Linked DNA regions of Mus musculus: region 2 is linked to region 1. Evidence: chromatin contacts called from public Hi-C data. All regions are on one chromosome and are shown on one strand. The core of a region is the stretch at or near the end of the contact, and the rest is flanking DNA. Distances in the headings are between cores, read along the strand shown.

Region 1 (7,243 bases), core at 2,455-4,954:
TTTCCTTGGAACTTTAAATCCATCATGTCCCAAGCAGAACTATTACCCTCAGATGCCCTGTGGACCATCTTCTCCTATCTTCTGCATCTTACATGGGCTAGGCATCTGAACCTGAAACCCAAGGGCAACTCTCAAATCTTCCTTCTCCCTCTACTCCAGCATCCAAGTTCCTACCAAGTTCTACGACTTCTAAGGGAGGCAGTGCAGAAGTGGTTAAGCAGAGTCCACAGGGACTTTATGATTGTCACAGGGCCAAGATGGGTGCCTCTGGCTCCTGCATCCGAGGAGTTTCAGCTACCTGTCCCTGTCATTGTTCAGTTTCCTCTGCATTTATGCAACTAGGAAGAGCTACTGTCTCCAGTTCTTTATTTCTGTAGAAAATCAAGCAGGAACTGGCACAGGGGACAGAAGCCTTGTGGTTCAGGTTTCTTTGGTTAAAAAGTCCTGCAGACCCCAAGGTCCAATCCAAAGCAGTAGACTTGGTTTACAGATGCCGGTATTCAAGCTGGGGAGATAGCTCATGGAGTAAAGAGGTTGTTGCCAAGCCTGGAGACCTGAGTTGAGCCCTAGGTTCCATGTGAAAAAGGTTTGTCTAGCCAGGCGTGGTGATACACATCTTTATTCCCAGCACTTGGAAGGCAGGGGCAGGAAGTTCTGTATGAGTTTGAGGCCAGCCTGGTCTACATAGTGAATTCCAGGACATTTAGGACTACATAGAGAGATTCTTAATAAGTCAGGTGAGATGGTATATGTGCATGCTTGTAAAGCCAGTACCAAAGACATATTGATAACAGATCCCTGCGATCCAGCCTAACTTACTTGGCAAGTCCCAGGCCAGTGCTAGACCCTGTCTCAATAAAAACAGTGACAGCATGTGAGGAACGACACTTTTTTTGTTTTTGTTATTATTGCTGTTGTTGTTTCGTTTTTGTTTTGCTGTTGTTGTTCCCTGGTTCCAAGTGCACACACAAATGTGTACCTGCACATCAAGCTCCTAAAGAAGACACCATTAAATAGAGGGCTGGGAAGAGAACTGGCTCTTGTAATTCTGAGCCCTCTTTATTTCCCTATCGGTCCAGATTTCCCAACCTCGGGCAGTTTTATCGAATCAGAAAGTCTAAGTGTCGGTAGCTCTAGGCTCCAGAATTCTCTATCTCTCCATCTGTTTCCCAATATTGTCAGACATCCTTCTGCAACGAGTCCATTTATATTAGCACATCAGAACATTGTATCTTCCCCTTTCGTCATTTTATTGATTTCAAATTGTTGCTTGCCTTGTGTTCATATGTGCATGCATGTTCCTCTGTGTACAGCTGCATATGTGAGCATGGAGAGGCTCAAACTTGATGTTGGGTATCTACCTTGGTCACTCTCCATTTTATTTATTAAGCAGGATCTCTAGATAAACCCCTAGCGTGCCAATTTCAGCTAATCCAGCTAGGCAACTTTCCCCAGGGAACCCTTGCTTCTGTTTCATAAATGCTGGGACTACAACAGCCACACCTGCCCAGGCTCTTACATGGGTTCTGGAGATCTGAACTTGGATCCTCAGCAAGGGTTTTAATCCACTGAGCTATCTCCCTAGTCCTGTCAAGAGCATTTCAAGTTTGCCGTTCTGCTAATCTACAAATGGTATCTCCTTACATGGTGTCTAATCTGATGCTCAAACAGCCTTTTATTCTTCCCTTGCTTAGAATTTTTTCAGACCTCTACATGGTTTTTAGACCTGTCTTTCTGTGCTAGAACCCAGGGCCCTTCTCATCTTTACACTTTCTGTACTTGGGATCTCTCCCTCTGAAGGTGCTGTTTTCTAGTCTCTAAATCCAGTCCAAAACAAGGACTGCCCCCAGCCCCACTGTTATGGCTTCTCCAGTCAAAGAGCCTTCCCAACTTAACAGCCTACTACTAGGAGTCCTTTGTGCTTCTAGACCTGGTTTCAAGTCCTACTTCCTTGAGAGTCATTTTCTTATGTTCCAGCTACTTATAATGAGGCTGTTTAAAAAAGAGGGCCAGGGCTGGGCAGTGGTGGCACAGCCTTTAATCCCAGCACTTGGGAGGCAGAGGCAGGTGGATTTCTGAGTTCAAGGCCAGCCTGGTCTACAGAGTGAGTAAGCAGTTAAGTTAAGAGCATTTGTTGCTCTTGCAGAGGACCAGGGTTCAGATCCCACTACCCACATGGTTCACTAACTGTAGTTCTGGGGCATCTGATACCTGGCCTCTGAGTGCAACCCCCCTACATACGCATGAATTGAAGAAGAAGAAGAAGAAGAAGAAGAAGAAGAAGAAGAAGAAGAAGAAGAAGAAGAAGAAGAAGAAGAAGAAGAAGATCTTTTAAAAATGAATCACACCCTTTCAAGTTCACACACCTTTCAAAGGCCCCCTTTTCTGTGTTATCAGGAACAGTCCGTGCAATGGGCCTTGTTTTATAATGAGAACAGCATGATTTTGATATGAGACAATAAGAGAGGTAACTTTACCAAACCTGGGGACAGAGGAGAAGGAGTGCCAGGCTGAGGAGGAAGGCCAGCAAGAAGACATTCCAGTAGGAGCCCCGTCCCTCAGCCTTAAGCTCTCTCTCTAGCCTGTCAATGTTAGCTTCCCTACAGTGAGAGGACCCTGTGTTCAAAACCTTCCATCCTCAGCAGCTTGGGGACAACAGAAAAGATCACGCCACCCATGGAGCCGAGAGTAGATGGTATCGTGGAAACCATCAAGAACACGCGTTCAGATTGGCAGGTGGCAAGGATGTGAGCCCGGGAACGGCTCTGGTAAAAGTGGAGAGGCACGGAGTGGCACTTCACTCATGCATGGTGTCCCAGGGCTCCAGAGAGTCAGGCAGGAGGATCCTGAGTTTGGAGGCCAGTCTGGATCACATAGCATGTTTGAGGCTAGCTTGTTTATATAATAAGATATAAATTTAAAACAATTTATGTGTATGTGTGCCCAAGAAGTCCAGAAGAGAGTGTCAGATCCGATAGAACTAGAGTTATAGGCAGTTGAAAGCCACCTGTTGTGGGTCCCGGAAACCAAACTTGGGTTGTCTTCTATAAGAGCAGCAGGTGCTCTTAAACACTGAGCCACCACTACAGCCCTAGATATAATTTAAAACTAACTCCCAAGAATGGCAAGGAGAAGTTTGGGTTGACTACGCTCAGCTCTTCCCTTTCTGTCCACACAAATCTTCGTGCCCCTGTGGGGAAGCATGTGTCCCCCGTTTTTATTTTGGGCGTTTGTCTTTGAGATTTGGTGTTCCTTGGCATATAGACCAATTGGACCTTTGTCTGTTGAGGTGTTTTTTTTATATGAGAGTAGCCATATTGTGTCTCTACCCTAGCTAGAGGAGGTACGGGTCCTAAGAAGGAACTATCCCAGGGAAAGAGTAGGTGGGTGGGTGCTCTTCCAGGTGACTCCCTCTCTTATTAAAAAAAGTAAACCCTTGCTCCCTGCCAGCACCGTGGTAATGCATATGCTATACCATGGCTCTATTGTGTGCCCTTGAGTCCTTGTCCTTCCAGAAGAGAAGCTGAGGCTCAGGAGGAGTGAAGGAGTTGTCTAGAGTCTCTCTGAAAGGGAAGAACTGAGACTTGTATTGAGATCTGTTTGTCCTTAAAGGCTATTTTTTTTTACATTTATTTTTAATTATGTGTAGGTGTATGTGTCTGCATGTGGATATGTGTGGGTGGGTGCAGGTGTTCAGGGTGGCATGGGATCCTCCGGAACTGGAGTTCTGAGCAGCCTGACACAGATGCTGGGATCAGAATTCCGCTCCTCTGGGTACAGCGAGCACTCTTAACTTTCCAGCCCCTAAAGGTTATTTTTAAAGACTCCTACCCTTGGCAAAGATCACCTTGTAGGCTTTCCTCTGTTGTCTTTACTTATCAAGAATTGCCTATTGGGCATGGGTGTGTGTGTGTGTGTGGAGGGGAGGGCTTCTCAAAGTCAGAGACTGAGTTCCCAAACCCATCTCAAAAGGGTTGCAATGCTAGTAAGTGGGAAAAAGAGCAGCCGCTTTCCAGAAGCATCCCCGTGGGAGATGGCTGGACGGGGACAGCCTGGACAGTCCTCTGCTCTGTCTCCAGTCCTCCATGAGACATCCTGGCTCCTGAGTTGCCCTACTTAGGCAGACGCCCTCCAGCCTCTGAATTGAAGGCCCAGATCCAAAGAAAAAGGAGATTGCCCCGCCCCCCCCACCCCCCCGCCCCCCTCCGCCCCCCCCGCCCCCCCGCCCCCCCCCCCTCTAGCAGCTTTGGGTTGCTAATGGGAGAAGGCCTGGGTGAGATAAGAGATACACTCCTGGTGGAAGGAGCCTGCACTGCTGCCCAGAAGGCCTTGCAGGAAATCACCCCCTTCCCTGAGGGTTAGAGGGAGCGAATGACTCAGGGTAAAGTGGTGTGACTTCCCATATTTTACGCCAGGACTGCGGTGAGGCCCCTCTGACCAGGTGCCCTCCAGCTTGGCCTTTCCCGGGAGTCTGCCTAATAAGGCTTTTCTTCCAGCTCTTTCCATTGCTTCCGTGGAATCAAGTGAGCGCCATTGGACTGGTCATTTGCTCCGACTCCTGCCCAGGCCATGTCCAAGGAAAACAGGGCTAAGAGGGAAGCAGAGAGATGTGAAGCTAGAGTGGGCGGGGTAGGCGACACTGAGGATTTATGGCTGAGTTCTGTGCTTGTAGCTCACAGTGGAGGCTGCAGTCCTTACAGTCCACAGTGGCGACGTGGGAATCTCCTGTTGGAGACTGGTGCCTTCTTGCCACTTATGGGCTTGGTGTACTTACGTTGAATTTGTAAAGGGACTGCTCACGTCAATTCTCTCCTGTCCTGCCAGAAAAAGAAGCATTACACTGTGGCTAAGAGACACTCTGGAGCCAGGACATCCATGTTGGAATGACAGCCTTGCCACTTCTTGTCAGACATTAAGTCAAGCTACTTAGCCTTTCTGAGAACCTTCTATATAAGGGAAATGACAGTACCCACCTAGTAGGGATGTTAAATTATAGGAAGACCTAATGTGTGCAAAGTGCCAGGAATAGTATCTGGCATTGAAACATCATGTAACCATTCTCTGTTTTTGTTTATTTTTTAAAAAGATTATATATATATATATGACTATACTGTAGTTATCTTCATACACACTAGAAGAAGACATCAGATCCCATTACAGATGATTGTGAGGCACCATGTGGTTGCTGGGAATTAAACTCAGGTCCTCTGGAAGAGCAGTCAGTGCTCTTAACCACTGAGCCATCTCTCCAGCACCCTATTTTCATTCTTTTAGTGGTAGACATTGAACCAATCATAGAGACAGAAGTTTGCAAGAATCCTAAACTCTTCCCTTTGCTCCCACTCCCATGACCAGTCCCTCCCCTTCCCCCTCCATAGCTGCTGCTTCTGGCTCATCATCTCCACGCTATCATGTCACCTGCACACTTGCAGTAGGCTTGCGCTGATCTTGCCTTCACTCTTTAACTTCTTTGTAATTACGTTTATTTAAATACTTATTTGTTTGTGGTGTGTGTGTGTGTGTGTGTATGCACTGTGTGCCACTGTGTGCGTGTAGAAATTTGGGAGTCGTTTCTCTCCACTGAGTGAGACCTAGGCGTTGATTTCAGGTTGCCAGGCATTGGTGGCAGGAGCCTTTACCCATTAAGTCGCCTGATTGGTCGTCTCTACCTTATTTTTGAGACAGACTCTCTAATTGGATAGACCTAGTGTTCTTCAACAAGACTAGCCCGATGGCCATCAAGTCCCAGAGATCATCCTGTCCCTGCCTCTCCAGCATTCGGGTTATGGGCAAACACCATCACACCTGGGCTTTTATGTGGCTACTGAGTATTGAACTCAGGTCCTCACAATTGTGTAGCAAGCTCCCTGGACTCTTAGCTTCGTACCCTGCCTGCCCCTGTATTGGTACCACATTGTCTTGGGTTTTGTTGCTTTGTGGTAAGTTTTGAAATCAGAAAAAGTGAACCTACCAATGTTGATCCTCCTTATTGTTTTGGCCATTCTGGATTTCTTGCAGTTCCACATGGACTCTAGGCTGTATTTGTCCATTTCTATGAAACAAGCAACTGAGATAGGGGTATTAGGTCTGCAGATCACCTGGGAAATCTCATCAACTGGGACCCAGACAGAGGTGTTAGGTCTGTGGATCACTTGGGAAATCTCATCAGATACCAATATTACCTGTCTTCCAGATTGTTAATCAGAGGTACTTTAAAAAAACGAGGCTGGGAATCCTGAGAAGAACGCCCCACCCCCACTCCTTTGGGGACGTTTCTTCATTACTGATTAGATCACATTATTTGTTATAATCCTGTGCTTGATATCTTCCTAGGAAATGGCTCACTGCATCTGACAGGCATGCGCTTCACTTTCACCCTGTCCCTGTATAGTCCATGCTCCACAGTGGAGCCAGCGTGATGCTTCCAAAACAAGGAATGCCTGTTTTGGACCAGTGGGTAGCTAAATGGGTTAAAGCATTTGTTGCACATCCCAGTTTCAGAACCCATGTAAGGTGAAAAGAGAGAACAAACTCCACAGATGGCTCTCTGACCCTCACATACTCACCGTGGCACACTTGCCCACACACATATCGTGTGCACACCCAATAATAATAATAAAATGAATAAAATACAAATCTGATCCAGACACACACTTACTGACAGCTCTTAAAGATTGATTTTTTTTTTTTAGTCTTATGTGCATGTGTGTGTAAGTCATGTGTGTGGGGGTGCTTCACAGAGACCATAAGAGGGAATTGAATTCCCTGAATTGATTTTTTTTTTTAGTCTTATGTGCATGTGTGTGTAAGTCATGTGTGTGGGGGTGCTTCACAGAGACCATAAGAGGGAATTGAATTCCCTGGAACTGGAATTATAAGTGGCTATGAGCTGCCGTGTTGGTGTTGGGAATGTGAATTTAGGTCCTCTGAGCCATCTCACCAGCCCTCTTTTCTCTTTCCATTCTTTTTTTTTTTCCCCACAGCTGCTTTTATTAATGACCCATGCATTAAGACTACCTCTAAGGCTCAGGCTGGCCTGGACTCTGTCATGATGTTCATGAAAGAACAGTTTCTTTGTTCCAGCCTTATCACGCTGTGCTCTCATCCTGAACACATCGGACACTGGTGCTAAGATCTCTTTTTTCCAGGGAACTCTTGCTTTCTTCTGTGACCAAATTAAAACATTACTCTTGCAGGAAAAGCTTCCCTGATACCTCCTCTTGTCCCCATACAGTCCAGGTCC
Region 2 (7,243 bases), core at 3,479-5,978, 99 kb after region 1:
GATCTCAGATAAGAACTTTCAAAATGCTTTGGCAAATCTCTAGCATTTACTCCCACGTCCCTCCTCTCCTCCCCTCTTTTCTCATTTCTCCACCCCCCCTTCCTTGGTGTGTGCACAGGTGCACCTGGAGAGGCCACAGGAGGACACCCTGTATCTTCCTCTCAATCTCCACCTACTATTCCCTTGAGAGCGGGAACCTGGAGATAGTTGTTTTCAGCCAGGCTGGTAACCTGCCTGCCCCTGGGATCTTCTTGCCTTCCTTTTTCCACTTATCCTGCACTGGGTTTATACTTCCGCTCTCACCTCGCCAAATGCTGAGACTACACTATACCATTATACCCAGTGACACTTGTGACAGGATTATGTAGCCCTGACTTTCCTGGAACTCACTATATAGACCAGGTTTGACCTTGAACTCACAGAGGTCCACCTGCCTCTGCCTCCTGAGTGCTGGAATTAGAGGTGTACGCCACCATGCCAGGTTTGTAATATTTTAAGAGAAGCTTTGCAGTTGTTTACAGGTGTATCTGAGCTTTACCCAATCCCTACCCCCAACCCCGCCCCCCACCCCTGCTCCTGAGCCCTTACAACCCAAAAGAAGGTGGCCCCTGGGAAATGTGAAGCTCCTGCTTCAGGATGGATACCGTGTTCTCACGTCCGTGTTGAGGACTGAAGATGGTGACTTTAGGGACCACCCCGGTCCTAACTGTCATACTAACCATAATCTGACACAATTGTATACATGCATATACACATGATGCTTAACAGCAGAGATGCATGCGGTCCGGGAACTGAGAGTCAGTAGATGATCTCATCACCGTGTGAACACCGGTCAGTTCCCGTACTCTAAGAAGGCCGTGAGGACAAGGCACCAGAATCACATGTGGGGCTCATCATAGACTGCACATAGTCACGCAGCACTGGGCTCTACACAGCTTGCAAAAATAGCCCCGAGAGTTCCCATGGCGTCCAGAATCCCAAGGCACTGCTCTGGGACGCTCCAGCCCATGAGTCTCTGTTCCTGAATAGCAACCAACAGAAGACAGGGTGTGTCTGCTTCACTGACGTACCCTTCATAGAGATGCCTCGTGTTCTTGGTTTGTACTGATTGTCAGGTATGAAGATGACAGAGAGTATATATTGCCACAGAGCCTGTGGAGACTGGAGGCTGTTGGTCAGCATTCCTTTCTTAGAGAGCTGTGTGATAAGTTTCTCATGGAATCTAGTGCCAGGAAAAAGTTTATTCTCCAGAGAATAAGTCCCTTCTTTCTGCCACGCAATGACAATTATGTAAACTACCTCCCTTTCGAGCCAGGGTCTCACACTGTAGCCCAGGTCTTGAGCTCATGGCAATGCTCCTGCCTCGGTCTCCCAAGTGTAGGGGTACTCACTATTGTACTTCTCTCTTTCCCTTTTTGCCTTGGCTAGCAGATGTTCAGAGGTGCTTTAATGTGTCACCCGAGTCACCACCTTCGTGAACATTTCTTATGTAATTTCTCCCTCCCTTGAAATAGTTTCTCATTGTTTTGCCTTCATTTTGATTGTATAGGTCCCTTACCCACAATTCTAAAATGTAGAGGGGTGTGTGTGTGTGTGTGTGTGTGTGTGTGTGTGAGAGAGAGAGAGAGAGAGAGAGAGAGAGAGAGATTCATGTTTTTAAATTCATGAAGCCTGGTTTGAATATTCACAAATCACTGTAGAATACTAATGTGCTTGATTTCAGGGCACTGCCCCAGACCTCCTGGGGATGTTATATAATATACAGCATGCACTTTTCTAAAACCTGCACGATTCTGAGTTCTGAATTGCAGCTAACACTGAGGATTTCAGACAGGAGCCTGGGGCCCCGACAGTGAGAGAGTGGATGTGGGAAGTTCCTCAGATCCTCTGGAGAGCTGGCACAGTGTGCCTTGGAGAGGCTCCGAAACACCATGGGCGGATGTGACTCTGTACTGAAAGAAGCCAAAGGGAGACCTGCTCATGGTCACTGGGTCTTGGTCTTGGTGCCCAACTCCCCGTGGTATTACCTGACTCTGGAACTTCTTGTGAGCGCGTCTTCTTGGATACTTTCAGGGCCGATTCAAGGTCATAGATTTGGGAGCGGGTTAACTTCAGCTCCCTGCGGAGCTCATTAATTTCTTTGATCAGAGAGACATTTTCCTTTAAAAAAGAACGGAAGACAGCAAGCGTGATATGCAGGTGCTCTGTGGGTGCAGGGTGACCCTTCCTGGGCTTAAGAACCCAGGGGCCTGGATCTAGGTTAGCCCTCTGGATCCTGCACCCAGCAGGAGCCTCTGTCCTGTTCAATGCCAAGCCTTTAAGGCACCAGCTAACTTGATTTCAGGCAGACTTGCACTTTCCCACCCACCTGTGCTCTTTCAAACGCCCATAACAGCACTTTCCTGAGTGCTTTGAATATGCTCTGCTAGAGAGGCTATTACTGTCACCTGGCGATGGTTCTGGAAATTGAACCCAGGGCCTTATGAATGCTAAGCATTGCTCTACCACTGAACTAGACCCCCTGACCCTATAACCATAGTTTTACAGGAAAGGAAACAGAGGCACCAGAGAGGTCATGTAAGTGGCCTGAGCCATACAGTTAGCAAGTAGCAGAGCCAGGATGTTGACCTCAGCAACACTCTTTAGCACTGTTCTACTCTGTTCTTATACCCCTATTGGTTTGGTTAAACTAAAGGGCATCTACTAAGTCCGCAGATGCAACAACAAACTCTTGCCCTCAGTATCATGCTATTTAGTGAACAACACAGACAAGTAAGCTGCTATTTAATATCTGCTATATCTACTGGAGATTTACCTATTTATGATGGCCTGATATCCATCTATTTAATAAATCTTTACTAGATACCCATGCTGGCTAGTTTTATGTCAACTTGACACAAGCTAGAGTTTTCTGAAGGGACGAAACCTCAGTTGAGAAAAGGCCTCCATAAGAACTGGTTGTAGGGGGCTGGAGAGATGCCTCAGAGGTTAAGAGCACTGACTGCTCTTCCAGAGGTCCTGAGTTCAAATCCCAGCAACTACATTGTGGCTCACAACCATCTGTAATAAGATCTGACGCCCTCTTCTGGTGTGTCTGAAGACTGCTACAGTGTACTTAGATATAATAATAAATAAATCTTAAAAAAAAAAAAAGAACTGGTTGTAGGGTTGTGCCATCCCTGGATAGGTGGTCTTGAGTCTGTAAGAAAGCAGGCTGAGCAAGTCATGCGGGGCAAGCCAGTAAGCAGCAACCCCTCCATGACCTCTGCATCATCTCCTGTCTCCAGGTTCCTGCCCTGTTTGGGTTTCAGTCCTGACTTCCTTTGATGATGAACAGTGATATGGAATGTAAGCCAAATAAACCCTTTCTTCCCCACCTTGCTCTTGGGTCCTGGGGTATAGAGAAAGCTAGACAGTGGGAGTGGGGCTGACTCTGACTCCTTTGCCTGCTCTTGGGGCCCTTTTCCTCTGACTGGGTTGCCTTGCCCAGCCTTGATATGAGGGTTTGTGCCTAGTCTTATAGTAACTTGTTAGGCCGGGTTTGGTGGATCTCCCTGGGAGGCCTGCTCTTTTCTGAAGGGACATGGAGGAGTAGATCTGGAGGAGAAGGCAGGTGATGGCGGAGGTCCTGGGAGGAGAGGAAGGGAGGGGAAACTGCAGTCAGGTTGAAACATATGAGAGAAGCGTTTAAAAAGAGAATGAAAGTGAGATCTGGTCCCTGCTCTTTACAGAGTACTTTACAGTGCAGTTGGGGTAGGAACGTGTTTGTGTTGCTCTGGCTTGCTGATGTGAAGGACAAAGACACACAGAAAGACAATCTTGTCTGTATGTCAGATGGACTCTTAGGAGTTGACCCCAGGGCTGAGGCTTAAAGGACTTAGCAAAGAAGAGAGAAAAGAATGTTCCAGAACATGGAATAGGAGGACAAGGAGACAGAAGTACAGCATGACTGATATGGGGTGAGTTTCTTTTTTTTCTAATTTCCTGCACCCCAAATCTCTGCCTTCCACTTTACACTTAGCACAAGGGTCCTCCTCTGATACCACCATGGAGGAGTCCCTAGCCCTGTAGGTATGGAGTGACTGGACATGTGTATGTATGTGTGTGTACGTGTGCATGCATTGTACATGTGTGTGCATGTCTATGTAGGTGTGGAGGCCAGAGGAGGACATCAGGGTCCTGATGAGACACAGTCTCTCACTGGGCCTACAGCTAGGCTAGTGGGCACCAAACCCCAGCTATCCTCCCGCCTCTTCTACCCACAGCGCTGAGGTTACAGGCACACACAGTCTCGGCAGCTTTGCATGTGGGTGCAGAGGACCTGAACTGAGGTCTGCACACTCATGTAACCAGCACTTCACCTACTGAGCCATCTCCCCAGCCCAAGTCTCTGCTTTCCTAAGTGGCAGTGCCTGTCTCTAGGCTCGGTCTGTGTAGGACGGCGCTGTTTAGGACCACACTGGAACACCGCTGCGTGGGGGTGTTAGGCCAGAGCCTGGACAGCAAGTCCTCCTCTGCTGTGAAGAAGTGCCTGTGGGGCCCTTGGGAGAGCAGGGACTGCTGGGGTTAGCCCAGAGATCCCTCAGAGCCTCCCAGTCTCAGCGCAGACCCAGACCTTTCGAGTTTCAGCAGAGCGCTACATTTCCACACTCCTCCCTGTAAGAATCCCCTCCATGCTGGAAGCAGGCCCAGTGCTCACTGCCAGTCCTCATTCTCCAGGCCAGACGCCAGGCCTGCTTTTCTGAGTTCAAGGGTTTTCTCCATCTAATGTTTTACTTTTTAAGCCAACCCAGGCCCTGGCAATGGTCACTCACATATCCTTTCCAGATGCTGTCTAGTAAAATTCCCTGCCAGTCTCCCCTGGGTCTTTTCCACTCTGGCTTTGTATCATAATGGGATTACTTCGATACATTTTCTTTTTTTATTGGACACTAAGACCTAGGGCATCGCTCTGCCTGTGAGGGGTGCTCAGTAAATATTTGTGGGCTGGATAAGCAGGTGAAGAATGTGGCTGGTACGGAGGCAGAGGAGAGGGTCTTTTGAGAGCCACAAAGAACTTCTGGGCATGCTCACAGGCCTGGGGCTTGCAGGGTCTTAGTAGGCTTTGTTTAGCTTCACTTCTGCCTCATTCAATAAAGGAAGAACACGGGGGGGGGGGGTGTCCAGAGACTAGAGGCTGTGGGTGCCCTTTCCAGTGCTTTCAGGTTCCTCTCCTAGGCATGCTGAGCCACTGTGTCAATGAGCCCCATCGGTTCCGTGTCTGAGCCGGCTTGCCCACTGTGATGTGTCTCTGCTGTCTGACAGCCCCATTCTATTAGTGGAGTGACTGGAGGCAGAGCCCTAGGATCTCCCCACCCCCTTGCCAGTCACAGCCCTGTGATTGGGGTTTCAGGCTCCTGATATCCTGTGGTGTGAGTGCCTGAGTGCCTGTCTCTGGCCCCACTGCCAGCTTTGTGGCACCTCCATGATGAGTCCCCAGGGTATGACCCCATCTTCCCCCACCCACCCTTTATTATTTTATTTTATGTATACGGGTGTTTTGCCTGTATATATCTGTGTGTCCTGTGCATGCTTGGTGCCTGAGGAAGTTGGAACAGGATATTGGATCGTCTGGAACTAGAGTTACAGATAGTCGTGAGCTGTACAGAGTTACAGAGTGTGTGCTGGGAATCGAACCCAAGTCCTTTGGAAGAACAGCAAATGCTCTAAACCACTGAACCATCTCTCCGGTCCCACAGGACGCCACCTTAATGGAGTGTGACTAAGGCCAGAAATCAAATGTAGCCCAGCACCCTGCATCTGCTCTTTTGTTCCTTCATCGGCCCTTTACCGCCAACGTCACGGTTCCTGAGAGCTATGAACTGGTCACTGTGCTAAAGATGGACGTCTCTTTTGGCTGGAGTAGTATCTGATGTCATTTGAATCAGAAGCATGAACCTAACGCGGTGAGAGGCAGGGATGACGGAAGGTGGAGAGGACTGTCTCGGCCAGGAGCCCTGAGGGAGCAAACCCCACGAAAGGCACTGCTGCTGTGATGATAAAAACTATGCTGAGAATAACAGCAACCTCGAGGCTCAGCAGCCTCACAGGGAAGGTATTCTCAGATTCCTGTGGCTATGAGAACATCGAGAAAGTGAATAATGGGAGTTTGAGTGTGGCTGGGTCTGCCTCCAGAGTGGTGCCCTGTCCCTACATGTCTATTGCCTTCTATGCTCCCCTCTTTATGTCAGTCTTATTCCAGTGGCTCAGACAGATGGATAGCCAAAGATACCCCCACAAAGACACAATGAGTTCCCTAAAAAAATGTTTTCTAGGGTGGTCTATGTTCTGAGGAAGCCAAAGGTCATAGTGATGTCAACTGCATGTGGCTTTGTTTAAAAAAATAATAATAATGAGTTCAACAAGCTTGCTAAGCCTTCTCTTCCTGCTGGCATCCTGGCGGAGCCATACCCTTCTAATCGTCCAGACCTACCCTACTCAGCTACTGGGTGGCAGGAAAGATCTCATCAGTTCCAAGTTTGGAGAATCCCAGAGCAGTCTGCTCACACTAAGGTGTTTATGTGGAGACTTTGAAACAAGGTAACCAAGGCCGCCTTAGGCTTTTGGAACAGAGAAGGGATGTATGTCTTGGCTGAACTTTCTGATAGTGATGTCAGAGAAGGGACGGGAATGCCCATAGCTCCCCCTACTGGCTGTTCTAATGCCCATAGCTCCCCCTACTGGCTGTTCTAAGTCAAAGCCTTTAAGGGGCCGCTGATCTCCACTCAGTGTGGGAGATCTGGCCTGTGATCTTGGGAACCTCGAGTTTTTTAGTAGGATCATCTGCCTGCACAGATAAGCTAGCCTGTTATCCTCCCTTCTTTTCCCACCATCCTCCTGTGCCTGACCTGGCATCTTAATTCGTCATTTCTACTCTGAAATGCCTTTGGCGTTGCCACATTCCTCTCTCCAACCTACTTCTTCTTCTTCTTCTTCTTTTTAACCTCTAACCTGACAGGTTTTCCTGTCTCACCTGTTTCTTTCCACACCAGACCGAATTCTCTGCTAATGGGGTTCATCTATGCGAGACAAAGACAACCCTGTCCCAGAAGCACTCTGATCTACGTTCAGGATGAACCACATTTCTTGGCAACACGACCCAAGGCTAAGAGCCGTTCCAATGGGCTCTTGCTGCCTCGGACACTCTGCAAAACACTGAGGTCTGTGGATTCAGGAACTCCCCGCTCTCAACCCCACCCCATTC

Evidence for each region. A called contact is a pair of places that touch in the nucleus more often than the background predicts.
Region 2: a contact with region 1 is called in a Hi-C map of the N1E-115 cell line, with 3 times the contacts expected there. The contact joins two enhancer-like sites. A contact is called at or near these places in 2 of 39 promoter capture datasets (embryonic stem cells and neural stem cells), 2 of 15 datasets of contacts at CTCF or cohesin (the NIH/3T3 cell line and embryonic stem cells), 28 of 484 Hi-C or Micro-C datasets (B cells, CD8 T cells, the CH12 cell line and 10 more), 5 of 115 datasets of contacts at active chromatin or transcription factors (the HPC-7 cell line and embryonic stem cells) and 3 of 9 other capture datasets (adipose tissue, embryonic stem cells and pancreatic islet).

Annotation. Positions count from the first base shown.
Region 1 is chr4:118,461,442-118,468,684 of GRCm38.p6, forward strand. No RefSeq gene overlaps it. Among named protein-coding and RNA genes, the nearest start is that of Mpl, 7.6 kb to the left of the region's middle. Within about 2 kb of position 3,705, at least 60 of the 459 cell types and tissues checked have an H3K27ac peak or open chromatin away from gene starts, as enhancers often do. A contact at or near this core is called in the N1E-115 cell line, where this site is marked.
Region 2 is chr4:118,559,768-118,567,010 of GRCm38.p6, forward strand. Cfap57 (cilia and flagella associated protein 57) reads right to left here. Exons shown (of 23, transcript NM_026789.5): 22 at 2,028-2,160. It overlaps Gm52677 (a long non-coding RNA gene), which reads left to right. Exons shown (of 3, transcript XR_003955099.1): 2 at 5,739-6,094; 3 at 7,032-7,243. Among named protein-coding and RNA genes, the nearest start is that of Gm52677, 9.0 kb to the left of the region's middle. Within about 2 kb of position 4,729, at least 11 of the 459 cell types and tissues checked have an H3K27ac peak or open chromatin away from gene starts, as enhancers often do. A contact at or near this core is called in the N1E-115 cell line, where this site is marked.